2 separate regions of the Sus scrofa genome follow, and region 2 is linked to region 1. Evidence: chromatin contacts called from public Hi-C data. All regions are on one chromosome and are shown on one strand. Each heading gives the region's core, a stretch centred on a gene start, on an enhancer-like site or on the middle of the called end of the contact. The rest is flanking DNA. Distances are from core to core; before and after follow the strand shown. Region 1 has its middle 100 kb from the start of ARID5B. Region 2 overlaps ARID5B (AT-rich interactive domain-containing protein 5B).

Region 1 (3,318 bases), core at 454-2,953:
GCTTATGATCTGAGATTATTCTAAAAAGACTTCGCAGCTTAGGCTAATTGGGTAATTGGGATGTTTCCAGATGAAATGCGACTTGTAATTTTTAAAAAATGCTTTGAAGAACTGGTTGCCATGGTGCTGTTCTGCTGACAAGATCCTTCACTCGCTCCCATGAAGCAGCAGCAATGGGCTCCTGTTTATTCTCAGTTGCAGGTCACCCCACCTGCACACCTTCTCAAAGGAAGCGAGGTAGGAACCTGGAGGAATTAGTGAGCTCCTTCCTTCGTTCTCCTCCACAGGGGTGCATCTCAGCCAACACGATTTGTCATTGCAGGGGTGGGAGGGCCTTGGCCTGGTGGTGGCCCAGCTGGCTTGGAGGGACTTCCCAGACCGCCCTCCCCTGGAGCTGGGGAAGAAACTCCACGCATCTGCCTCAGTGTAAATTGAATGGATGCTTCAGGATAAGAGCACTAATCCTCTCATTTTTGTGGGCAAATCGTTGCTTGGCAGGGAGAACTGGCTTTATTTTAAGAAATAACATGGTCTTAAGAATTAATATTTGTGTTTTTATAGTATCACTGTTCTCAATTTGAAAAAGCTTTTGTTCTAACTCAATTTTTCAACCTACTGGACAATAAATTCTTACCCATCGTCCTTCAACTCCTTGTACCGAGTATTTGTTATAAGAATGTGAAACATCTTCCCCAGATGCAGTACTGTTGGCGTCGTTAAAAGTTTCTCTAGTTCCTCTTCAGTCATGTCAATATTTACCTTGGACAATGCTTTGTATCCTTTTGTTTATAATTCCAGAATTCTCCAAGACAAACTGATTATTCATGACGCTCTGGCCTGGGTTACAATTTAAACAGATCTTATGTTGGCGTTTTTAAGAGTTCGAGTCTCCCACTCCCCCCCAAACTATTTCCTCTACTTCTTCTCCTAAATCTATAAGTTGTAACCTTCCATGTTCATTTCACACCCTGTCTTCTCTTTGTAGGTATCTTCATCTGTTTTGTTGATTGTACTCTTAGAACAAATGAACTTTTTCTTCCTTTTCTGTTAAAGTCCCTGGATCCCTTCATCCTGCCAAGGATGCTCTTACAAAGAGGACTTGTACCCACATTCCTTGATCACGTCCATTATTTTCCCAGAGAGCCCACTCTTCCCCATGCCCACTCCCTCCTGGTGAATTTCCAGGTCTGAAAACTTTTCGTTTAAACCTCTCAAGAACTAAAAGGAGGACTCAGTGGCTAAACGGGCACCATAAAGCTAAAGCCTGTTTTTCTTGAGAGGTGCGCTTACATAGAGCCGGGACCTGTTTCCTTAATCATGCAGCATTTTACCATTCTGTGCACTTCCTTCAGTTCTCTACACGTGCCTTATGGTCACAGAGGATTTAAAATTTACACAGTATTTCACATTCATTATTACATTTGATCCTTTTAACAACTTTGTGAGAAAGACCCAGAGGTGACCTGCTTGAGATCACAAAGTGACCGGAGTAAACCACAGTTTTGCCCTTGGGGATATTTATATTAACAAACCATTTGCTTTTATGTAAGTCTTTCTGTTTCTTTAAAACACAGTACTTTTTTTGATTTGGGGACATTGCATATGCTGTTTCTTTTGTTTGAACTACCCAACTTTACCCTTTGACCAGCTGAACTCTTACCCATTTTTCAAATTTCAGCTTCGATTTCACTTCCTCTAGAAGCATTCCCTGGCCCAAGTCCAGGCTAGGATTTCATCCTTTGTGTGCCTGTGACATCCTTAAAAATAGATACATAAGTTTATCATAGTGTCTGCCACCTAAGGGACCTTGGGGAAGCATCAGTTGTTATTATCATTCCCTACATTCTCTCTTACCCTACTGTGCATTTCTTGCTTGCCACTGTATCCCCAGTACCAAGCTCTGGGATGGCGCTCAGTAAATAGCTGTTAAATAGATGACACTCATTGTGTTTCCTGGTTGGTACAGTCCTGGATCCTTGAGTTCAAGAACAAATGCCAGACAGGGCTCCAAGAGGGTCCAGGGGATTTAATAGATTTCCAAGTTCATTCATGACACCATCTAAGTGTTGATATGTAGTGTGGCTATCTCTTGTTTGTTGTGCAAAAGATCCTTTCTCTTTGTCTTTACCTTCTGACTCTGCCCCCATCCCAATTTTGATTAGTGTTAGTCACATGTGGCTGCTCACAACTTGGGATGAGGAACTGGCCTAATAAGAACCATCTACCCCCTGGGTGCTATGACTTAACCAGGGCTGGTAACTCAGTTAAGAAAGAGTCTCATTTTCCTTCGAAGGTTGCAAGCAACAGAAATAAGCATAGAACTTCTGATTCTTTGGGAACTTGTGGAGACATCAACAAAGCTATCACAGAACAATCAGAGCCAAGAGATGGTGACAGAGGGAAAGGCATGATGACAACATGACTGAACACCTGGATTCAGCAGACTCTGATCTCTCAAATTTCTAAATTTGGTAACTATAAATTTCCTCTTTGGTTGCAATTTGTTTGAGCTGCATTTTGGTCAGTCATGAACACCTGAGAGAGTTCTGACTAATTCAGTGAAAAATAGAACACTGCGGTATTTTTATGACTGACACTGGTGCTTTTTGTAGCTTTGTGGCTTTGCTTTATGCTTTCACTTCATATATGTTTTGCATCCATGTGACTTGTCCTAGGTGGTTAATCAGGAACCAAGTAAGCAAGTATGTCTTTGGCTTATTTTTCCAGGACCAGTGTCCTACAATAGGCTCACTGGATGTGCCCAGCATCTTACTTGAGCTGAGCAGGTGCCTGGGATTCTTCTCCAGGAATGGTGATAATTTTACACAGTTGTCCACATGTCACTGTCCTACCTGTTGGTCTCTTGGGCTAAAGTGAAGGAGGATGAATACAGTGAGGTCTGGGAGGGTACCCTGTGATCTCAAAGTGATGCAAGACTCCTGAGCCTGTGGAATCAGGGCCTCAGAACTGACTCTGGATGAGCTTCATTCCTGGATCTGGGTAGACGAGGCCTTCATATTCTTTTCAGAGGCCACTTTTTGTCCCAGGTGGGTGGGGGGAAGGCTGGAGAATCACAAGAGTGCAGGCTATTGAACCTGATGGTGGGGGGACAGTGATCTCCAATTGTTGTGGTGAACACATCCATGGGGCTTTCTGTTCTGTGGATGGAAGGAAAGAAACCTCTCTTTCCTAGAAACCCTTGATGAAATGCCAAGGAAGATTCCTATGGTGACTGTTACCATAAGCAATAAATTCACCCATTTCTGTCTACTCTCGATTCATGGATAGCATATTAGCAAATAAAGCAGGGAGGCAGAG
Region 2 (3,318 bases), core at 261-2,760, 250 kb before region 1:
CAACATTCACCTACTCACCATGGAAACCAGTGATGGAAGGATGATCCTCCCAGTAAAGATTCTGAATGGCAGCGCTGGTGCAGACGGGGTAGAAAGGATCTTTTAGAAAACCCAGGCTTGGCTACTGTCCCTCCTATGAAGAAAACATCCAGAAACAGCAGATACAGGACAGAGTCCAGTTGTCTTCAGTTTTGTGGGTCCTTGTATGAGATCTAAATGGCCTTCCACAGAGAGGGAGGTTAGAGGTGCTGTGCTTATTGATCAGTTGTCTGAATTTTGTAAAACTCCCAGGGCATACTTTGATGGTGACTCCAGATGACACAAAAAGGAGCTTCATCCTGCTGGGCTCAGGTACAGAACATGCTGGGAAAAACAGATGAAGTCACCTGAGAGGTATGGGGCAGGGCGCCAACACAAGACATTGTCAGTACAAGCTCTGCTGAAGGCTCCAATCCTGAAACCATCTCGCTCCATTCTGTAGTATCCTGCAAGCCATGGCATAGGGAATAAACGGTTCCAGCTGACATCCTTCAAGACCACAGAAGCCAAAGCCCTAGACAGGTAGTTCTAGGGCCAAGATGTCCAGGTTCCTAGAAAATGTCATTCTTGGTGTCCACACAGACTCACTCGCAGAAGATTAAAGGGACAAAACAAAAATAACTTTAGAGAAAAACAGATTTGTTTTTAACCAGTAAACATACATGGCTACTGGTTGATCTCTTTTTACCCCTTGCAATCTTGGAAGCACAAGAAGTTTTAACCAGAAAGCGCTCAGAACTTCCTTGTGAAACAATCATTCTTGAAGGTAAGAAAGGTAGTCTGGGATTTGCTTCTTTACTCTGGGAGGACGTGGCAGACTGTCGACACAGAACTGAATTGGTGCTTTTCTACATCCGCATCTTGCAAATTCACCGATAATGCTCCCATTTTCATAAGTTTAGTTCTTGGATCTGGAAACGTGGTGTCAGTTGAAATCCGGGCTTCAGTTCAGGTCCTAAAAGGGCTACTGCTGTCTTTGGCACAGAAACAACACCTCAACACAAACACCCCTTAAACGGAACCATGGAAATACGATCCAAGCCCACAAAATTTAAAAAGATAAGCCTAAAAATATGAAGTGACACTTCACCCCTCATGGTGCTAAATACTTCAGGCATGGACTTCCAAGATTCCAAAGAATGCTTAGGCAAAATAGCCCCGAGTCCTGAAAAAAGAGTCTTAGCATTTGGACTTTCACTCTGCATTAAGAATCATCTTTAAAACCAAATAAATGTATATATGAGTATAGGTAGACATGTTAAGTATTGTGTTCTAGATCTTTAATTTTATTCTAAGGTAAATGAGAGGTGATTTTGAAAAAAAAAAAAAAAAAAAACTTAGAAGATTAATTCTGGCCCCTTCTAATTTCGTCCTCTGTTAATCTCTGAAACATATTTAGATGAATGCATTCAGAAAGAGGATGGTTCAGCTGGTCTATTTTTGATCCAAGCTGGGTAAACTATGTCATTGTGTCACCTACTATGAAATCTCAGCCTCAATGACGTGGGCGCTTAATCATCTATCCTTTACTCAACAGGCCAAACTGGGAGGTGGGAAGTCTTTCTGTTGACTAATCAGAATGCCCACACTGCCCCTCCCCCTGCCACCTCCCCCACCCCTGGGGGGCGGGGGTGGGGGTGGGGGAGGTGGCAGAGGGAGCAGACCCAGCAGAGAGCTGCAAATACCAGAGTCAGATTCTAAATTGAAAACTGCCACCAAGACACAGGAGCAGAGAGATAAAGAGAAAAGGGAAAAATAAAAACGATGCAGCCAAAACGAATACCATGGAGCTGAATGACCGTACCTTGGCAACGGCTTTGCCATCAGAATTGTTGTTGGAATCTTTGCTGCCACTGAATGAATCTCTCCTCTGCGGGCATGGTTTCTTTTTGCGTGGTCTGCCTTTAAGATTTGGCGCTGGAAACAAATGGAGAACAATTGAGAGACATTCTCATTAGCTTCCTCACTACAAACCAAGAATCTTACTACAGTGGCGCCCTTTAATTGTTCAGAGACATGTCCACATCTGGGGTAGCCTCCCTCCCCCAAGATCTCGATGGACACTACACTTCTGTCCATGTTTCCCAAAGCCAAGCTATGACACTTGAACATGTCTAATTGACATAAATATAACGAAGCCCTTAGTTTTAAAGGATGTTGATAAGGAAAACGCACTTCCCCAGTGTTAGAAAAGACAGCCCTTAGCCAGGCTCCTTCTTTGCTTTTTGTTTTGTATCTTCTTTTTAGAAACCTAAATGATAATGCCAGCCCATTATGGTATCAAAGTAATGTAACGTTTGAAAACATCTCTCTTGGAAAGTGGAGACGTGAGCGTTTTCTCAAATTATGAGAGAGAGGAATTCACAATAACAATTTGAAAAATATTACATGCATTTACTAATAACGTCGTGACCAGCATGTTTCAAATCTCTGTGAATCTGGCAGGTACATGTAAATCAGCATGCTCTCTTCTCATTTTCAATATCTATATAGTTTTAAGGAAGATCTTGGGGGTTATTTAAAATAAATTCCAAAGATCACACAACAGGAGTTAGCTTGATTCCGTGGAGATTATAACTTTTTAAAAGCCACAGACAAGACCCAAAGCAAAGTTAATTTTATCTTGGATACTGAGCTTGAATCCCTTTAAGAGCCTTACAGAAAGGAGTTGCGGGGGAAAGGCTGCTGTTTATTGAGTGCTACATTCAATTTCACCCATCATCCAAGTCAAACAAAATGCAAACAAACCAACTGACTAGCCCTTGAAGAATTCCAAATTAATGAATTATACCCCAAGCAATTTCTTTAGGACTTTTTAAAGTACCCCCACTTTTTATTACTTTAAGGTATGATTATGACCATGGAAAATCCGAACAACTCGAACCCTCTTAATTGTTGCTGTTACTTATAACCACCGGTTAACCAGTGGTTTTAGGACATTTTACATTGTACTCAACTTACAAACGCAATTAATCCCACTAATTTGATTTCCTACTGCGGATAACAGTTTAGCTGTTGACACAGCCCAGGAAAGCAGCTCTGTCTTTACAATCAGACAAAAGTTTAAAAAGTGGCTTGGGGAGGGGGGCAGTGCCCCTTGCCAGAATCCGCTCTCCTCTCATTTCCCCAAAACTCTGGTCTCAAAGTCCATCTCAGAAAGCCAGTCCAGAATTATCAGAGGTAAACAAACCCACAAGCAAAAAAAAAAAAAAGAAAAAAAAAAAAAAAAAAAATCAAGCAAAGAGAAAGCAGCGATTACCCATTCCAGTCGACAAACAT

The links. A called contact is a pair of places that touch in the nucleus more often than the background predicts.
Region 2: a Hi-C map of liver shows a contact between it and region 1, with 5 times the contacts expected there. The contact joins two enhancer-like sites. A contact is called at or near these places in 1 of 47 Hi-C or Micro-C datasets (liver) and 1 of 2 datasets of contacts at active chromatin or transcription factors (alveolar macrophages).

Annotation. Positions count from the first base shown.
Region 1 is chr14:65,303,581-65,306,898 of Sscrofa11.1, reverse strand. No RefSeq gene overlaps it. Among named protein-coding and RNA genes, the nearest start is that of ARID5B, 100 kb to the left of the region's middle. Within about 2 kb of position 1,703, at least 12 of the 83 cell types and tissues checked have an H3K27ac peak or open chromatin away from gene starts, as enhancers often do. A contact at or near this core is called in alveolar macrophages and liver, where this site is marked.
Region 2 is chr14:65,552,258-65,555,575 of Sscrofa11.1, reverse strand. It overlaps ARID5B (AT-rich interactive domain-containing protein 5B), which reads right to left. Exons shown (of 10, transcript XM_021072755.1): 5 at 1,844-1,956. Among named protein-coding and RNA genes, the nearest start is that of ARID5B, 150 kb to the right of the region's middle. Within about 2 kb of position 1,510, at least 21 of the 83 cell types and tissues checked have an H3K27ac peak or open chromatin away from gene starts, as enhancers often do. A contact at or near this core is called in alveolar macrophages and liver, where this site is marked.